Regions from separate parts of the Mus musculus genome. Here region 2 is linked to region 1. The links are chromatin contacts, called in public Hi-C maps. All regions are on one chromosome and are shown on one strand. The core of a region is the stretch at or near the end of the contact, and the rest is flanking DNA. Distances in the headings are between cores, read along the strand shown. Region 1 overlaps Gab2 (growth factor receptor bound protein 2-associated protein 2). Region 2 overlaps Kctd21 (potassium channel tetramerisation domain containing 21).

What was found. Hi-C and Micro-C count contacts between places; a contact is called where the count stands out from the background.
Region 2: a contact with region 1 is called in a Hi-C map of the G1E-ER4 cell line, with 5 times the contacts expected there. The contact joins two enhancer-like sites. A contact is called at or near these places in 1 of 484 Hi-C or Micro-C datasets (the G1E-ER4 cell line), 2 of 115 datasets of contacts at active chromatin or transcription factors (bone marrow-derived macrophages and embryonic stem cells) and 1 of 9 other capture datasets (adipose tissue).

Annotation. Positions count from the first base shown.
Region 1 is chr7:97,182,524-97,186,040 of GRCm38.p6, forward strand. All of the region lies in intron 1 of Gab2 (growth factor receptor bound protein 2-associated protein 2), which reads left to right. Among named protein-coding and RNA genes, the nearest start is that of Gab2, 100 kb to the left of the region's middle. Within about 2 kb of position 1,673, at least 39 of the 459 cell types and tissues checked have an H3K27ac peak or open chromatin away from gene starts, as enhancers often do. A contact at or near this core is called in the G1E-ER4 cell line, where this site is marked.
Region 2 is chr7:97,344,109-97,347,625 of GRCm38.p6, forward strand. It overlaps Kctd21 (potassium channel tetramerisation domain containing 21), which reads left to right. Exons shown (of 2, transcript NM_001039039.3): 2 at 3,185-3,517. The coding sequence starts at 3,214. Among named protein-coding and RNA genes, the nearest start is that of Kctd21, 14 kb to the left of the region's middle. Within about 2 kb of position 1,708, at least 50 of the 459 cell types and tissues checked have an H3K27ac peak or open chromatin away from gene starts, as enhancers often do. A contact at or near this core is called in the G1E-ER4 cell line, where this site is marked.

The DNA.
Region 1 (3,517 bases), core at 423-2,922:
TTTAATAATACCTCTTGACAAATTAATATAAGGTTTCTAAAGTCAGTCTTTCCTAAGTGCAGCTAATCATATAAGTAAATTATATTTATAGTACATCTTCTTTACATTGTGGAAAAGTTTCTAATTTTTATCATACTTGCTTCTGTCAAGAGCCATAACATCAATATTATGTTCTTTACTCTCTCTCTCTCTCTCTCTCTCTCTCTCTCTCTCTCTCTGTGTGTGTGTGTGTGTGTGTGTGTGTGTGTGTGTGTGTGTGTGTGTGTGTGTGGAGTGGAGTGAGTGGAGTGAAATGTATTTGTTTGGATACATGTAGAGGCCCAAAGTCAATATTAAGTATACTTCTTGATTCCAACAATATTTTTTAGATAGTCTCTTATTGAACCTGGGGATTCAGTGATTCAGCTAGTCTAGTTGGCCAGTGACCCCTAGTGATCTTCCTTTTCTGGAAAAGTTACAGACTTGTGCCATCATACCCAGCTTTTATATGGGTGCCAGGAGTCTGAACTCAGATTTTCATGCTTATAGCACAAGCACTTTACTGATCCAGCCAACTTTTCAGCCCCAAACATTCTAAAGCTTGAGGGTAAGTTAGAAAGGGATATCCATGAGGGAGAAAAATATAGAACAGAAACTACCATGTTTTCTCCCTAAATGTGTTACAATAAAGATTTTTATGTGTATGTCATTTTTTTCTTTTGAATTATTTCCTTAATACCAGTTGTTGGAAATAATAAATGTTGAGTAAAAGGAGAAGTGAACATCTTTAAAAATCTTGAAATAACTAGATTATTTTTCAAGCACAGTGTACCAACAGATAGCCTTGAACAACATGAAAGAATTTCTTTTTAAATCTCACTTTCCACTCCGGAAGTCATTAAATTCTTTTGCTGGTTATAGAAAAACAATCCTTCCCATTCCTCTTAGTTAATACTAGATCTTTTCCCATCTTATCTGCCGACAGCTCCTTCTGCAGGAGCATCCTGACCCTTGTAGACTGTCAGAAGTGAACTTCTGTGGCCCCTGGAGCATAGCATCTCTGTTGTGCATGAGTGGAGAGGGGAGGGATGGAGAGAAGGCATAACACAAACCATGCCATTGTTAGGGATGAGGTCGCTGGGATAATGCTGTGAGAAGGGATGAAAGAATGATTCTCCATTCTTGATTGTTGTGATTTCCAAGAATGAGACGGCAGCTCCCGCCCAGGGAGGAATGGATCTTCACTGCAACCAGATGCTTCTTTTCCCAGTGCTGCTTCCCATTATTTCTGAAAATGGGGTGGAGGACAGCACAGCAGCTGAGACAGATTAACTGCTATGCCAGTTTCCTTCCTTTGAGTGAAAGCCCTAGATCAGAAGCATTCACAATTAGAAAAAAAAAAAAAAAACTCTTTAGAAATAAGAGTATGGCTCAAGGTTCACAGAGTGTAGGAGCCAACCTTCTGGAGTTTGCACCCAACTCCTGCCTTTGTGTAAGCTGCTGAAGCACAAAGAGCTTTCTTTCTGATTTTCCATTGTTCCTACCTTCATTTGGTCTTTCTGTTGTTTCTGCGCTGTGGTAACAGCCATCTGCATTCCTTAATTTATCTTTGACTGCACTCTTGCCAACATGGTCTTTCTATCATTCATCTTATCATTCTGCTGTCTGTCTGAAGCAAGTTGTCTTTGGCTTATCTGCTGCCACTCCCCTCCTGCTGCTGTGTTAGTTCCCACTCTTGTGACCATAAGCCTCATAAGTGCTCTTTTAACCACCATACCTTTCAGGAACTACTTCCTTCCTAAGACTTCATGGCTGTCATACAAGTTCACACATGCCATTTGATAAGGAAATGGGGGCTCTGCAGATGGATCAAAGATGGCTTAATAATTTTTATCAGCATACAAATATAGTCTTACTTTCAGAAATTTAAAAAATGTATGGCGTGGCCTCTTCCCACCAGCAACTGCAGTGTAGTTGAAACAAGATACAACATTTTAATAGGCTCTTTACATTTTGGTTTTCTGTATATCATGTAATCCCTGACAACATTTGGTGAGTGACAAGAGAAACTTTATCTCATTTTTAGGATTAGGAGTCCAGAAAAACTGAGGGATTTGCCTAAGGTCACATAGCTAACCTGAGATCAAACTGGCATTTTTACCTAGGTGCTTAAAGAAGCAAGATGTTTAACCACTTCATCAACTGAATTAGTTCATCTGTAAATTAAGGTAGCAACTAGTCCCACCTCCTAATTGCCATGAGTGTTTAAAAACCAATACTGGGGAGTGTGGTGTAGTATTGACACATCACGGAAGTTCTCAGATGCCAGTGGTTATCTTCATATGTCATGTTTTTGTCACTGTAGTAACATACTTTCTGGGTATTATTTCTTTGGGGGAAAGTGTAGCAAGTACCAACATTGTGTTTCTTCCCTGGATTGCTGTGATATTAGTGACTGGCCTGCTTTACTTGGAAGTCCTGTGTCAAGTGCCTTAGTGATACCAGCCTGATTCTCAATGGTTCTTTTTAATACTGCCTCCCCTTCAAGCTTTATACATTTGTGGGTGAATTACATTGAACTTGATATACTTAAATCTTGAAGCCAAATAAGTCAGAAAATGCCTCAGATGAAAGTCCAAGCTCATGGTTTCAGGGCTTTTAGTCCATGCTTACTTACTGTTGACTTTGGGCCTTGTAGTGAGACAAAACAAAAGCATGGCATTTGTGGTTGAGCAGAGCTGTTCATAGTCTGGTGAGCAGGAAGCTAAAGAGAAAGAAGAAAAGATATAGACAAAATAAAACCCTTCAGGTATACACCCTGAGTGACCTACTTCTTCCAACCAGTCCCACCTCCTAAAGTTTCTACCACCTCTCATCAGCTCATTAATCTATGGGAACTCTCACAAAAGTACTTCACTATGTTTTTTTTAACACTGCTACATTGTGGACTAGTCTTCAACACATGAACTTTTGAGGGATATTTAAAATCCAAACCATAACTACTCATCTATCTAGGACTAGAATTTAGAAATTTATTGTATGTTGGACCATGATTCTTTACAATCTTCCCTGTGTTCTCAGTTACTTTGTGTGTTGGGGGAGGTGTAGTTTGATTTATATTGAAGGGGATCAATGAGACATGCAAAACTCTTCTATACAGATGTTTTGTTTTCACTTTGTAGTGGCCCCAGGACACTTGTGTAATAAATGTGTTGTGTAAATTAAAATGCAACTAAAGATCTCTTCAGTGTTTCTTAAATTAAGTTTATTGTGTGTGATAATTTGCACCTAGAGGCTTTTGTTGTAATTTGTTGTAGTGACTATGGCAGTAATGATCTGGCTCCCAGAAAAGCTAGGCACATGCTCCACATTTGCATTTGGCAGGGCTCCATGGTATATCCTGAATAAATGAATCAGCCTATTTGGGGTATAAGAAACTGAATCATTGGAAGGCTATAGGTCTCATGATCTCAGTGGTCCTCAGATAGGGGAATACCAAAAAATTCTGTGACTGTCTCTTGTAAGATTATTCCTTTGC
Region 2 (3,517 bases), core at 458-2,957, 160 kb after region 1:
CAAGATTGAAGCCCACAGAAAAGCTTTTTGTTCAGACAGGAACTCACTGCGGAACCTTAGCTGGCCTGGAACTTACTATGTAGACCAGGCTTCCCTTGAACTCACAGAGATCCTCCTGTCTCTGCCTCCCTGGGTGCTAGAATTCAAAGTATGGACCACCATGCCCAGTGAGAAGAGAGTTCTTAACATAGGAATTTGGGCAGAGCCTCACAGATAAACTGGCTCTTAGTTCAGGCCTTAAACGTTGACAGTAGAAAAGATGGAGGGTGAAAAGGGTGTGGGTAGCAGGCAGGGCAGGTGGGTGCGGTGAATGGCAGAGCCCAGAATGTAGAGAGCGGTGGGTTGTGGGGAGAGTGGACAGACAAAGTGGTTTAGACAGGGAACAACGCTTCAGGAAAGTCTGGCCTAAGAACCAGAAGAGAACAAACAAAAGGTAAAGCCAAGGGAAGATGGAGAGTGTAGACGAGGGAGCAGGCCTGAGGCTGAGTTCCTACAGTGCTTACAGAAATGGCTTCAAGACACATTGTAGTTCTGAAGAATCTAGGCAGCCTCCCAGGTCTTGACCTCAGCAGCTGATAGCCAAGAAGAATTCATAGTGGGTCTGGAGCAGATCCCATAGAGGGTTCCCAATGTTAGAGCAAGAAGCCTGCCTTCTTAAGTCTACCTCAGCTCCTACCAACTAAAACTGTTGCCTTCCCCAGACAAAGGACAGATAGTCCTGAAACCATACTCTGCTACTTTGTGCAAGCAGAGAAACAATGTTTAGGCACCACCAGTAAATCTCCAGGAAAGCCTGGAGTCTCCCGGCCCTCTCCACCCCTACACTTCTGCACTAACACCTGGAGGTGCTGATACAGTCTTTGGACCACAGAGGACCACAGAGGGCTGTCTGGAGTCCAGCCCCTCTGATCCTTGAGCCTGCGGAACTAAATTACTTCCCAAAGCCTAGGCTTGAAGTGCAGTATTTTAGAAAGGCTGGGTTGGGGGAGAGGGTGACATTTCTCAAGGATAAGAGCACTAAAATATGCAGGTTGTTGTCTGAAAAGAAAAAGAGTTCAGAAATGGGGAAGGTGAGAGAGAAGATTCTAGATTAGTTCATAAGAGTAAAGGTGACCCAGTCCTGGGTCCTGCCTGTGCCTGACTCAACTGTGAGGCCAAGCACCCTTCCCAGCCGCGGTTCCCAAAGGATGGCCTCCGCCCCTTCCCCCTACCCCCTTCCGCGGCTGCTTGCCCACCCAGCTCTGTTGGGCCTCCCTAGTGTCTCACAGCCCATCTGTTCCACGCTTCTGCCAAGAGTTTTGTAACTTCACCGTGGGCTGGTTGCTCTTCAGACACTCCAGATGGTTCATGCTTTTCTGCAGAATCAGAACGCCCCATTAGACTGAGGAGGACTTGAAAGGGGACATTCCCCCACCCAGATGCACAAAGCATCTAAGCCTCTTGGTCCATCCTGGCTCCATCTCTGGAGAGAAAGAGGGTCTCAAGTATATACCCTCTTCAAATAGAGATATACAGAGAAGTGTTTTCTGCCCCTGCTATCCCATCCCCACACCTCCACGGACCCATTTCCCAGTCTGGGCAGTAAGCCAGTTTAGCAGGATGTTCCCTGCTGTGCCAGGATTCACACACACACACACACACAGCTCTTTGTGCATCTGTCTTGTCATCGCACCTTCACTGTCTCCTGGCTGCCCTCCCCCTACTCCCACCAGCATAGGTTCTTCCTTAGGGCAGATCTGAGGCTTATTGCCTTGTTTCCCTAGCTCCACTGCCAGGGTAATGTTGCTGAGCTCAGTCTACAGGTTTCCTGTAGAAGCTGAAAGGGAGGGTATACATACTCTCTAGAGAGCTCATGCTCTCTACAACCTTAAAAAGATTTTAGATGCACGGCTTCCAGTTAAAGGAAACTAACGCCCTAGATGCTGGAGGCTATAAGGCAGTGAGAAGTATTTTTACCATCTTTCAAAAATATTTTCTTTATTTTTATTGTATATGTGTGAATATTCTGCCTGCATGTATGTCTGTGCAGCACATGCAGGTCAGCAGAGCCCTCAGAGGCTACAAGAGGGTATTAGATCCTCTGGGACTGGAGTTTCAGGCAGTTAGCCCCAATGAGATTACTGAGAATTGAGCCCCAGTCCTCTGTAAGAGCAATAAATACGCTGACCACTGAGCCATCTTCAGTAAAGGGTAAAGCTCCTGCAGGAAGCAGCACTGCTCTGCGGTCAGCTTCAGATAGCTGAGGGGCGAGATGAGCATCTTCATGACAGAGTGGGTTGGTGTGCTGGGGGGAGGGGGGGCAGGGGGATGTCCAGAAAAGATTGTCATTTGGAGGCCAAAAACTAAGTGATCCGTGATCGTTCTGGTAGATAGGAAATGGCTCTAGTTACAACTGTTTGTAATTTGAAAGAGAAAAATAATTCTCTTCAGATCAGCACTGATGGGGAGAGAATACTGAGCCCATCATAAGGCATTGGTTAAGTACGTCAGAGAACATTCTCTAGCCAGGAACCTGAGTGTGAATCCTGCCAAAGCTCGCACTTCTCTCAGCCAGGAGTCCTGCCCCTCCCCCATCCTTGTCTGCAGTCAGAGTGGATAACGACTGTCTGTGTCAAAGGCGACAGGACTGTTACATATGCAAATTAATATTCACTTAAAAAATTCAAGGAGTTCTGTCTCAGACACACTTTCCTTTCTTCCACAGACCAGTGGCTCTCTGGCCTCAGTGAACATTTGAACTCACCAAGGAAGCTTTTCAAAGATTCCTCCGAGTGCTGAGCACACAGGCCGTGTGTGCAAGTGTGTGTGTCTTCCCTTGTGAGTTTAGCATGCTGTACACACCATGGCAGTTATCAGCCATTCCCCAGTCATTGGTACACGGTTCCCTCACTGAAGGCTTGATCTGTACTTAGGAGTTAAGGACTGTGACTATGTAGATATGGCTGGGTAATAATCTTTTTTGGGTTTTTTTTTTTTTTTTTTTGGTTTTTTTTTTTTTTTTTTTTTTTTTTTTTGGTTTTTCGAGACAGGGTTTCTCTGTATAGCCTTAGCTGTCCTGGAACTCACTTTGTAGACCAGGCTGACCTTGAACTCAGAAATCCGCCTACCTCTGCCATGAGTGCTGGGATTAAAGGCATGCGCCACCACGCCCGGCTAATAATCATTTCTTATTTTACCCGTCTAGAACTATTTCCAGGCACCCAGCCTCCTACCATGTCTGACCCCATTACACTGAATGTTGGGGGGAAGCTCTACACAACCTCACTGGCAACCCTGACCAGCTTCCCCGACTCCATGCTGGGGGCCATGTTCAGTGGGAAGATGCCCACCAAGAGGGACAGCCAGGGTAACTGCTTCATTGACCGTGATGGCAAAGTGTTCCGCTATATCCTCAACTTCCTGCGGACCTCTCACCTGGATCTGCCAGAGGACTTCCAGGAGATGGGTCTGCTGCGCAGGGAAGCCGACTTCTACCAGGTACAGCCCCTGATCGAGGCCCTGCAGGAAAAAGAGGTAG